2 separate regions of the Mus musculus genome follow, and region 1 is linked to region 2. A link is a contact called in public HiChIP or PLAC-seq data. All regions are on one chromosome and are shown on one strand. Each heading gives the region's core, a stretch centred on a gene start, on an enhancer-like site or on the middle of the called end of the contact. The rest is flanking DNA. Distances are from core to core; before and after follow the strand shown.

The links. HiChIP or PLAC-seq counts read pairs in DNA pulled down with a chosen protein or histone mark.
Region 1: a contact with region 2 is called in a FOXA1 HiChIP or PLAC-seq map of pancreatic cancer cells. The contact joins two enhancer-like sites.

Annotation. Positions count from the first base shown.
Region 1 is chr11:116,218,189-116,221,937 of GRCm38.p6, reverse strand. It overlaps Evpl (envoplakin), which reads left to right. Exons shown (of 22, transcript NM_025276.3): 22 at 1-1,379. The coding sequence ends at 1,183. It also overlaps the pseudogene Cdk3. Among named protein-coding and RNA genes, the nearest start is that of Gm33250, 5.2 kb to the left of the region's middle. Within about 2 kb of position 1,842, at least 134 of the 459 cell types and tissues checked have an H3K27ac peak or open chromatin away from gene starts, as enhancers often do. A contact at or near this core is called in pancreatic cancer cells, where this site is marked.
Region 2 is chr11:115,752,177-115,756,425 of GRCm38.p6, reverse strand. No RefSeq gene overlaps it. Among named protein-coding and RNA genes, the nearest start is that of Tmem94, 11 kb to the left of the region's middle. Within about 2 kb of position 2,760, at least 34 of the 459 cell types and tissues checked have an H3K27ac peak or open chromatin away from gene starts, as enhancers often do. A contact at or near this core is called in pancreatic cancer cells, where this site is marked.

The sequences.
Region 1 (3,749 bases), core at 593-3,092, 470 kb before region 2:
CGAGGCTGCCATTCTCCAGGAAAAGGACAAGATCTACGAGAAAGAGAGGACCCTCAGGGACCTGCACACCAAGGTGAGCCGGGAGGAGCTCAACCAGGAGACCCAGACCCGGGAGACCAACCTCTCCACCAAGATCTGCATCTTGGAACCGGAGACCGGCAATGACATGTCTCCTTACGAGGCCTACAAGAGGGGTGTCATCGACAGAGGCCAGTATCTCCAGCTGCAGGAGCTGGAGTGTGACTGGGAAGAAGTCACAACCTCCAGCCCCTGCGGGGAGGAGTCTGTGCTCCTGGACCGCAAGAGCGGGAAGCAATACTCCATCGAGGCCGCCCTCCGCTGCCGCCGCATTTCCAAAGAAGAGTACCACAGGTACAAAGATGGCCGCCTCCCCATCTCCGAGTTTGCCCTGCTTGTGGCAGGGGAGACCAAGCCGAGTTCTTCACTCTCCATTGGGTCCATCATCTCCAAGTCTCCAGTCTGCTCCCCAGGCCCCCAGAGTACCGGCTTCTTCTCCCCAGGCCTCTCTTTTGGGCTCACTGAGGATAGCTTCCCCATCGCGGGGATCTACGATACAACCACAGACAACAAGTGTAGCATCAAGGCAGCTGTGGCCAAGAACATGCTGGATCCTATCACTGGGCAGAAGCTGTTGGAGGCCCAGGCAGCCACGGGAGGCATTGTTGACCTTCTTAGCCGAGAACGGTACTCCGTACACAAGGCGGTGGAGCGGGGACTCATTGAGAACACCTCCACTCAACGGCTGCTCAATGCTCAGAAGGCCTTCACCGGCATCGAGGACCCTGTCACCAGGAAGAGGCTGTCGGTGGGTGAGGCCATCCAGAAGGGCTGGATGCCCCAGGAAAGCGTGCTTCCCCACCTGCTGGTACAGCACCTGACTGGGGGCCTCATCGACCCCAAGAGGACGGGACGCATCCCCGTCCCTCAGGCTGTGCTCTGCGGGATGATCAGCGAAGACCTGGGCCAGCTCCTGCAAGATGAATCCGGCTACGAGAAGGATCTGACAGACCCCATCACCAAGGAGAGGCTGAGCTACAAGGAGGCCATGGGGCGCTGCCGCAAAGATCCTCTAAGTGGCCTACTACTGCTCCCCGCCATGCTAGAAGGCTATCGCTGCTACCGCGCGGCCTCCCCCACCCTGCCAAGATCCTGTGTGCGTTGATGAGGGGCTCTGCAGAGGGGGAGGGAGAATGCACACGTCACCTTGCCCTGGAGCTGCGTAATCCGAGGCAGCGGGTCCTCCTCCTGAGTGTCCACCTCACTGCGCAATCGTTTGTGGTGTTGGGCTCTGTCCCCAAATATGGGAAGTTCCGTTGTTCCTCCCCACCCCGTGCTTCTAATAAATGGATTATCTCTGTGCCGAGTCTCCTCTCATTTGGGGTTGCGGGGTCAGTGTGTCTGGGGTGTGAGCCCAGAAGCAGTACTGCTTGGGGATTCCCCCACCCCAAAGTATGTGTTGTGTGGGGTAGATGTGCCCAGCTCACCTGCCTGAGAAACAGAAGGTCATGAAAGGAGACCCTGGAAGCCCCATAGCCCCTCAGTTCCTGCCAGAACTGCCTCTAGCTCTCTGTGGAGAGCTTCCCTTTGTTGTCAGACCATGTCCCCCATACGAAGATTGACACCAAAAGCTCAGGAAGAAGTTACATTTATTTTCCATGTGTCACACAGAAGGACATCAACTGCCTATTTTTGATGACGCGACTACTTAGAACACCCTCAGGTGTTGTAACCACTCTTAGGATCAGAGAACTGCCCTGCCCCTCCTCCTGTTTAACTAGGTCCTCTGAACTGGAATTCAACTCTCCCAACAGCCTAAACCAAAAGACCAGCAGAGGGCACCCTCTCTCAGGGGCCATGCTCTGCAGCTGTGCAGTGAAGGCGAAGGGCTAGGGTCTCTTATCTAACCTGACACCTACTGTCTGGTCATTCAGAGGAGTTCTGTGCCCTGCCCCCAATTGGGCAGGGAGCACCTGCATGCCTTTCGAAAGTGCTCCATTAAATCCAACAAACAATACAGGAACTTGCCAACCTGTAGACGACATGAACCCAAGCCCCTCAGGGTCTGTTCTTCCCCAGAAAGGCAGAAAGGGAGGGAGGCAGCTGGCGAGGGTGTGAGGTGGTGGGCCCCACATACGTGTTCTCAGCGGGAGGAACGCCCTGCTGTACATTGTTGGGGTGCTAGGGAGTGTCCAGGAGAGAAGTAGGGATGGGCCAGGGCAGTCTTGGCTGAGATCCGCTGGCTGGGGTCATACTGCAGGAGTCGCTGGGGGAGGAAGGACAAGAGACTGTTGGGTGAAATCAGGGTAGAGAGGGAGTCCCTTCAACAGGTCCCAGGGGGAGGGAGAGCCATGCCTGAAAAGCAGGTCCCCCCCTCCCCCCAAACTGGAATTAGAGTTGACTATGAGACTCCTGGTATGGGTGCTGGGAACTGAACTCTGCAAGAGCAGCCATCTCTCCAGCCCCCAAATAGGGCCTCTTTGTTTGCCAGCACTGCATAGGCCAGGCTAGCTGACCTGTGAGCTCCAGGGATCCCCCTGTCTCAGGCCCCCATCCTGCCCTTGGAGCAGTGGAGTTACAGACTCCTGCTTCTGTGTTCAGCTTTAGGTACCATGACTGGGCCTCAAGAGCCTTACCCACTGAGCCACCCTACCCCCAGGCTTTGTGTGGTTCTGCAGATCTGAAGCCAAGCTCTCATGTTTATATGGCAAGCACGTTGCCAACTGAACCATCTTAGCCTGAGTTCCCCAGCGTTTAAGCCAGGTCTGGACGCTCCCAGAACTGAGGTTAAACAGTTAGTTTTTGAGTCCAGGCCTATGATTCATGGTTCCACCTGCTCCTGCTTGAGAACAGATGTCCAAAGAGTGCGCACTTGTGCTGGGGCAGGATAGACAGAACAAGTGGAGGAGGAGCTAACAGCCTAAGAGCAGGCCTATGCAGCTCACTCTCTGTAGTCACACACATAACCCAGGCAGGGTGCCAGGAAACAGCATTTGAAGGAAAAGTGGCTTTAGCAGGAAGTGCCTGCCATCCTGCTGGCGCTAGGTTGCTAGGCAGCACACATAGCCTTCTGGTGAGGTCACTTTGGCCTCGATGGCGGCCCTGCCCTTTCTTCCCTGGCCCAGCATGGGCAAACCCAGAAATGGGGACATCATGCTTGTGAGCAAACAGGGCTGGCTCTGAGGCCCAGGAGGCAGCTGAAGCATCATCAGTAGGGAGCCAGTGGTCCACAGGTAGGGAAGAGCTGCCCTGCACAGCCAGTCCTATGTGGAGACTGACCTGTGAGAGAGGTGCTATGGGGGACACTGAGGCAGGAGGAGGTGTGGCCTCTGCTCAGAGAACTGCTCCACCCAGATGGGGCAGGAAACCCACAAGAGAGTCAGACACAAAACAACAGCCAAGGCACAAAGCCAAAGCTAACTACTTTTGAGGAGTTTCAAAAGGGAGAGTGGACATTGGATTTATCAGGAGAGCGGCTCCTGACCGGATATATAGAGACAAGCCAAGTGTTTACAAAGGTCAGAGGAGTCCAGTCTCACTTGACTAGTTACATAAGAGGGTGGCTTGAAACAGGGGACCTTCTGCTGCTGCTAGGATGCTGTCCTTGTTTATTGGTACCTACCAGGAGCAGGTCCTTGCCTTCTGGTCCCAGACTAGGCACGATTTCCTCCAGCCCCTTCCTGCTCCATTTGGGGAAGCTACTCTGATAGTCAGGCATCTGGGAGACTCCG
Region 2 (4,249 bases), core at 1,511-4,010:
GATACCAGAAAGACTCACCCGAAAAATCCAGACTGACCAAGGGAATACTAATGTCCCTCGTCTTGGTGATGTCCAGGGCATCAATAATAAAGAGAGAGCAGCGTTGGGGGATAATGTCGATATTTCCACTCCCAATGACGGTGATGTATAATGCTCAAGTATTCTCCTGCTTTTTTACCACTAACTAGGAACTGGGTTTAGCCTTAATTCAGACAGCCTTGGCTCTGTCTGGACAGGTCCAGACGACTGACACCATTAACACTTTGTCAGCCTCAGTGACTACAGTCATAGATAAACAGGCCTCAACTAATGTCAAGATACAGAGAGGTCTCATGCTGGTTAATCAACTCATAGATCTTGTCCAGATACAACTAGATGTATTATGACAAATAACTCAGCAGGGATGTGAACAAAAGTTTCCGGGATTGTGTGTTATTTCCATTCAGTATGTTAAATTTACTAGGGCAGCTAAATTGTCAAAAAGTCTTTTTCAGTATATGTTACAGAATTGGATGGCTGAATTTGAACAGATCCTTCGGGAATTGAGACTTCAGGTCAACTCCACGCGCTTGGACCTGTCCCTGACCAAAGGATTACCCAATTGGATCTCCTCAGCATTTTCTTTCTTTAAAAAATTGGGTGGGATTAATATTATTTGGAGATACACTTTGCTGTGGATTAGTGTTGCTTCTTTGATTGGTCTGTAAGCTTAAGGCCCAAACTAGGAGAGACAAGGTGGTTATTGCCCAGGCGCTTGCAGGACTAGAACATGGAGCTCCCCCTGATATATGGTTATCTATGCTTAGGCAATAGGTCGCTGGCCACTCAGCTCTTATATCCCATGAGGCTAGTCTCATTGCACGGGATAGAGTGAGTGTGCTTCAGCAGCCCGAGAGAGTTGCAAGGCTAAGCACTGCAATGGAAAGGCTCTGCGGCATATATGAGCCTATTCTAGGGAGACATGTCATCTTTCATGAAGGTTCAGTGTCCTAGTTCCCTTCCCCCAGGCAAAACGACACGGGAGCAGGTCAGGGTTGCTCTGGGTAAAAGCCTGTAAGCCTAAGAGCTAATCCTGTACATGGCTCCTTTACCTACACACTGGGGATTTGACCTCTATCTCCACTCTCATTAATATGGGTGGCCTATTTGCTCTTATTAAAAGAAAAGGGGGAGATGTTGGGAGCCGCCCCCACATTCGCCGTTACAAGATGGCGCTGACATCCTGTGTTCTAAGTGGTAAACAAATAATCTGCGCATGTGCCAAGGGTATCTTATGACTACTTGTGCTCTGCCTTCCCCGTGACGTCAACTCGGCCGATGGGCTGCAGCCAATCAGGGAGTGACACGTCCGAGGCGAAGGAGAATTCTCCTAAAATAGGGACGGGGTTTCGTTTTCTCTCTCTCTTGCTTCTTGCTCTCTTGCTTCCTGCACCCTGGCTCCTGAAGATGTAAGAATAAAGCTTTGCCGCAGAAGATTCTGGTCTGTTGCGTCTTTCCTGGCCGGTCGTGAGAACGCGTCTAATAACAGTAACTCTTAATACGACCAAGTTTAGCTGCCAGCAAGAGGTACAACCTTGACTGCCTCTGGAACACAGCTCCTATGTTCTCTCTGGAAACACTTCCCAGATTTCAACCTAATGGCATTGGTCTCTTCTTAACCACAGCTGATTCCTCAGCCCCGGCTAAACAAACACCACAGACTCATCACATAAACTGCGTGTAGGGTCTTTGCTTCCCTCTGAAATGTCACAAGCCAGGCCTCCGTCGTCTCCAATGCTCTCCACATTCTTACTACCGAGGCTCCTACAGGACAGCTCACTGGGCTCTCAGCACTCAATGGCTTTTCTAGCCCAAAGTTCCAAAGTCCTTCTTCCCACTTCTCTCAGAAATATGTTCAGGTCTGTCATGGCAATACCCCACTTCTTATACCAACTTGTCCTAATTAGAGTTTTTTTTTTTTAATTCTTTAAGATTTATTTATTTTATGTATATATTCGTACTCTTTAGCTGTCATCAGACACACCAGAAGAGACATCTAATCCCATTACAGATGCTTGTGAGGCACCATGTGGTTGCTGGGACTTGAACTCAGGACATCTGGAAGAGTAGTCAATGCTCTTAACCACTGAGCCAGCTCCCTAAATTAGAGTTATTATAGCTATGATAAAACTCCATGACCAAAGTAACTTGGAAGGAAAGGGTTTAATCAGCTTATGCTTCCACATCTCAATTCATCATCAAACAAAGTCAGGACAGAAACTCAAGTAGGGCAAGGACCTAGAGACAGGATCTGATACAGAGGCCATGGAGCGGTACTACTTACTAGCTTGCTTCTCATGGTTTGCTCAGCCTGCTTTTTTATAGAAGCCAGGACCACCAGCCTAGGGATGATGGCTCCAGGCACAATAGGCTGGAGCCTCCCCCATCAATCACTAAGAAAATGTCCTACTGGCTTGCCTACAGCCTGATCTCATGGAGGCATTTTCTCAATTAAGACTCCCTCCTCTCTGATGACTCTGTGTCAAACTGGCATAAAACTAGCCAATATATTACCCCACTTCATATTGTTTTGTTTTGTTTGAGATAGGGTCACTGTGTAGCCCTCGCTGACCTGGAACTCACTTTGGAGACCAGACTGACTCAAACTCACAGGGATCCCCATGCCTCTGCCTCCCGAGTGCTGAGACTAAGGGTGTGCATCATTGCCATCCCCAGCTCCACTTCCTATTGTACCTTGGCCCCTCTGAGTCATATATGTCTCTGGGCACCATTTATAGACCTTTTGAACATTGCTTCAGTGAACGTGAGCTGAGTGACTGACAGGTTAAAGGTCTGTGAGACACCCCTTTGCTCCGGACATTCTCCCTAAGTCAATTTCCTCTCTCCCCATCCCCCCCCCAAAAAAAACCCTGCTGAAAGAGTAAATGACTCATTCACAAACATGCCAATGACATATTCTAGAGCACAGTGCACAGCCTCCCCATTGCTCTGGGGGCCTCTAGCTGTGTCTTTTAAGGCTAGCCCTCCCAAGCAGCTAACTGTACAATCCTTCATTTTTCTGAAGTGTCTTTCATCTCTCTAAGATAGCCCCGGGAAGAGGTCTAAGGCCTTCCAGGAGAGGTTTCTCACCTCTGTCTCTTTTTTAGCCCTCAGCATTTTTTTTTTCTTTTTTCCCGAGACAGGGTTTCTCTGTGTAGCCTGGCTATCCTGGAACTTACTCTGTAGACCAGGCTGGCCTCGAACTCAGAAATCTGCCTGCCTCTGCCTCCGCCTCCCGAGTGCTGGGATTAAAGGCTTAGCGCTCAGCATTCTTACACAAGAAGGAGCCACCTCTGTGTTCTTAGTCCTTGCTTTCTAACCTCAAAGGCTACTACTGTGATCTTGAGGTCTTGGCTGGTGCTGTTCCTTGTCCCTGAAATGTCCTTCCTGGCCTCTTTGCTTCCCAATTGGCTCCTTATCACCTGTTCAGATCAGGCAGGCCTTGTCCCTCTGTTTTTTCACAACTGCCTGTGGATAAATGTATCACCGTGCTCACCGCCTGCGTTATAACTTTGGCAGAAAACAGTATTAATAATTCATGAGTCTACACAGTCTCTTTCTCTCCGCCCATCTGCTGGGGACAGCGTTGCCAGGGCCACAGCCAGAGCAGGAGAGAGGCAGAGCTGAGGAGGGCTCCTCCCTGGGTGATGGGACTGACCTGGGAAAAGATAGACAACTACTAGCACGCAGGATGCCTGCAGTTTTGGAGTGGTTAGTTTCAAGTGCGGGGAATGCTGATGGAGTTTTTGATGTGGTGATCTCACTGTCCCTGGACTGTCCTGGAACTGACTTTGTAGACCAGGCTAGCCTGAGACTCCCAGAGATCCACCTGCCTGTGCCTCCTGAGTGCTGGGATTAAAGGCATGCGCCAACACTACCCACCCGACCAGTGGTGATTTTTTAAATTTAATTTGTTCTTATTTTGGGGTGCACATGAGCTCCATGGTACATGGTACATGTTTTTAAATACATAAATAAATAAATAAATAAATAAATAAATAAATAAATAACCAGTCCTCTCATTCACTGTGGGTTTGAGAACGGAACTCAGGTAATCAGGTTTTGGATTTTGTTCCTGGTAGTGGGTTTTTGTTATTATTTGGTTTTGTTTTGTTTTGTTTGTTTGTTTGTTTGTTTGTTTCATTTTGACACAAGGTATCTGTATGTAGCTTTGGATGTCCTGAAAGTTTCTGTGCAGACCAGGCTAACT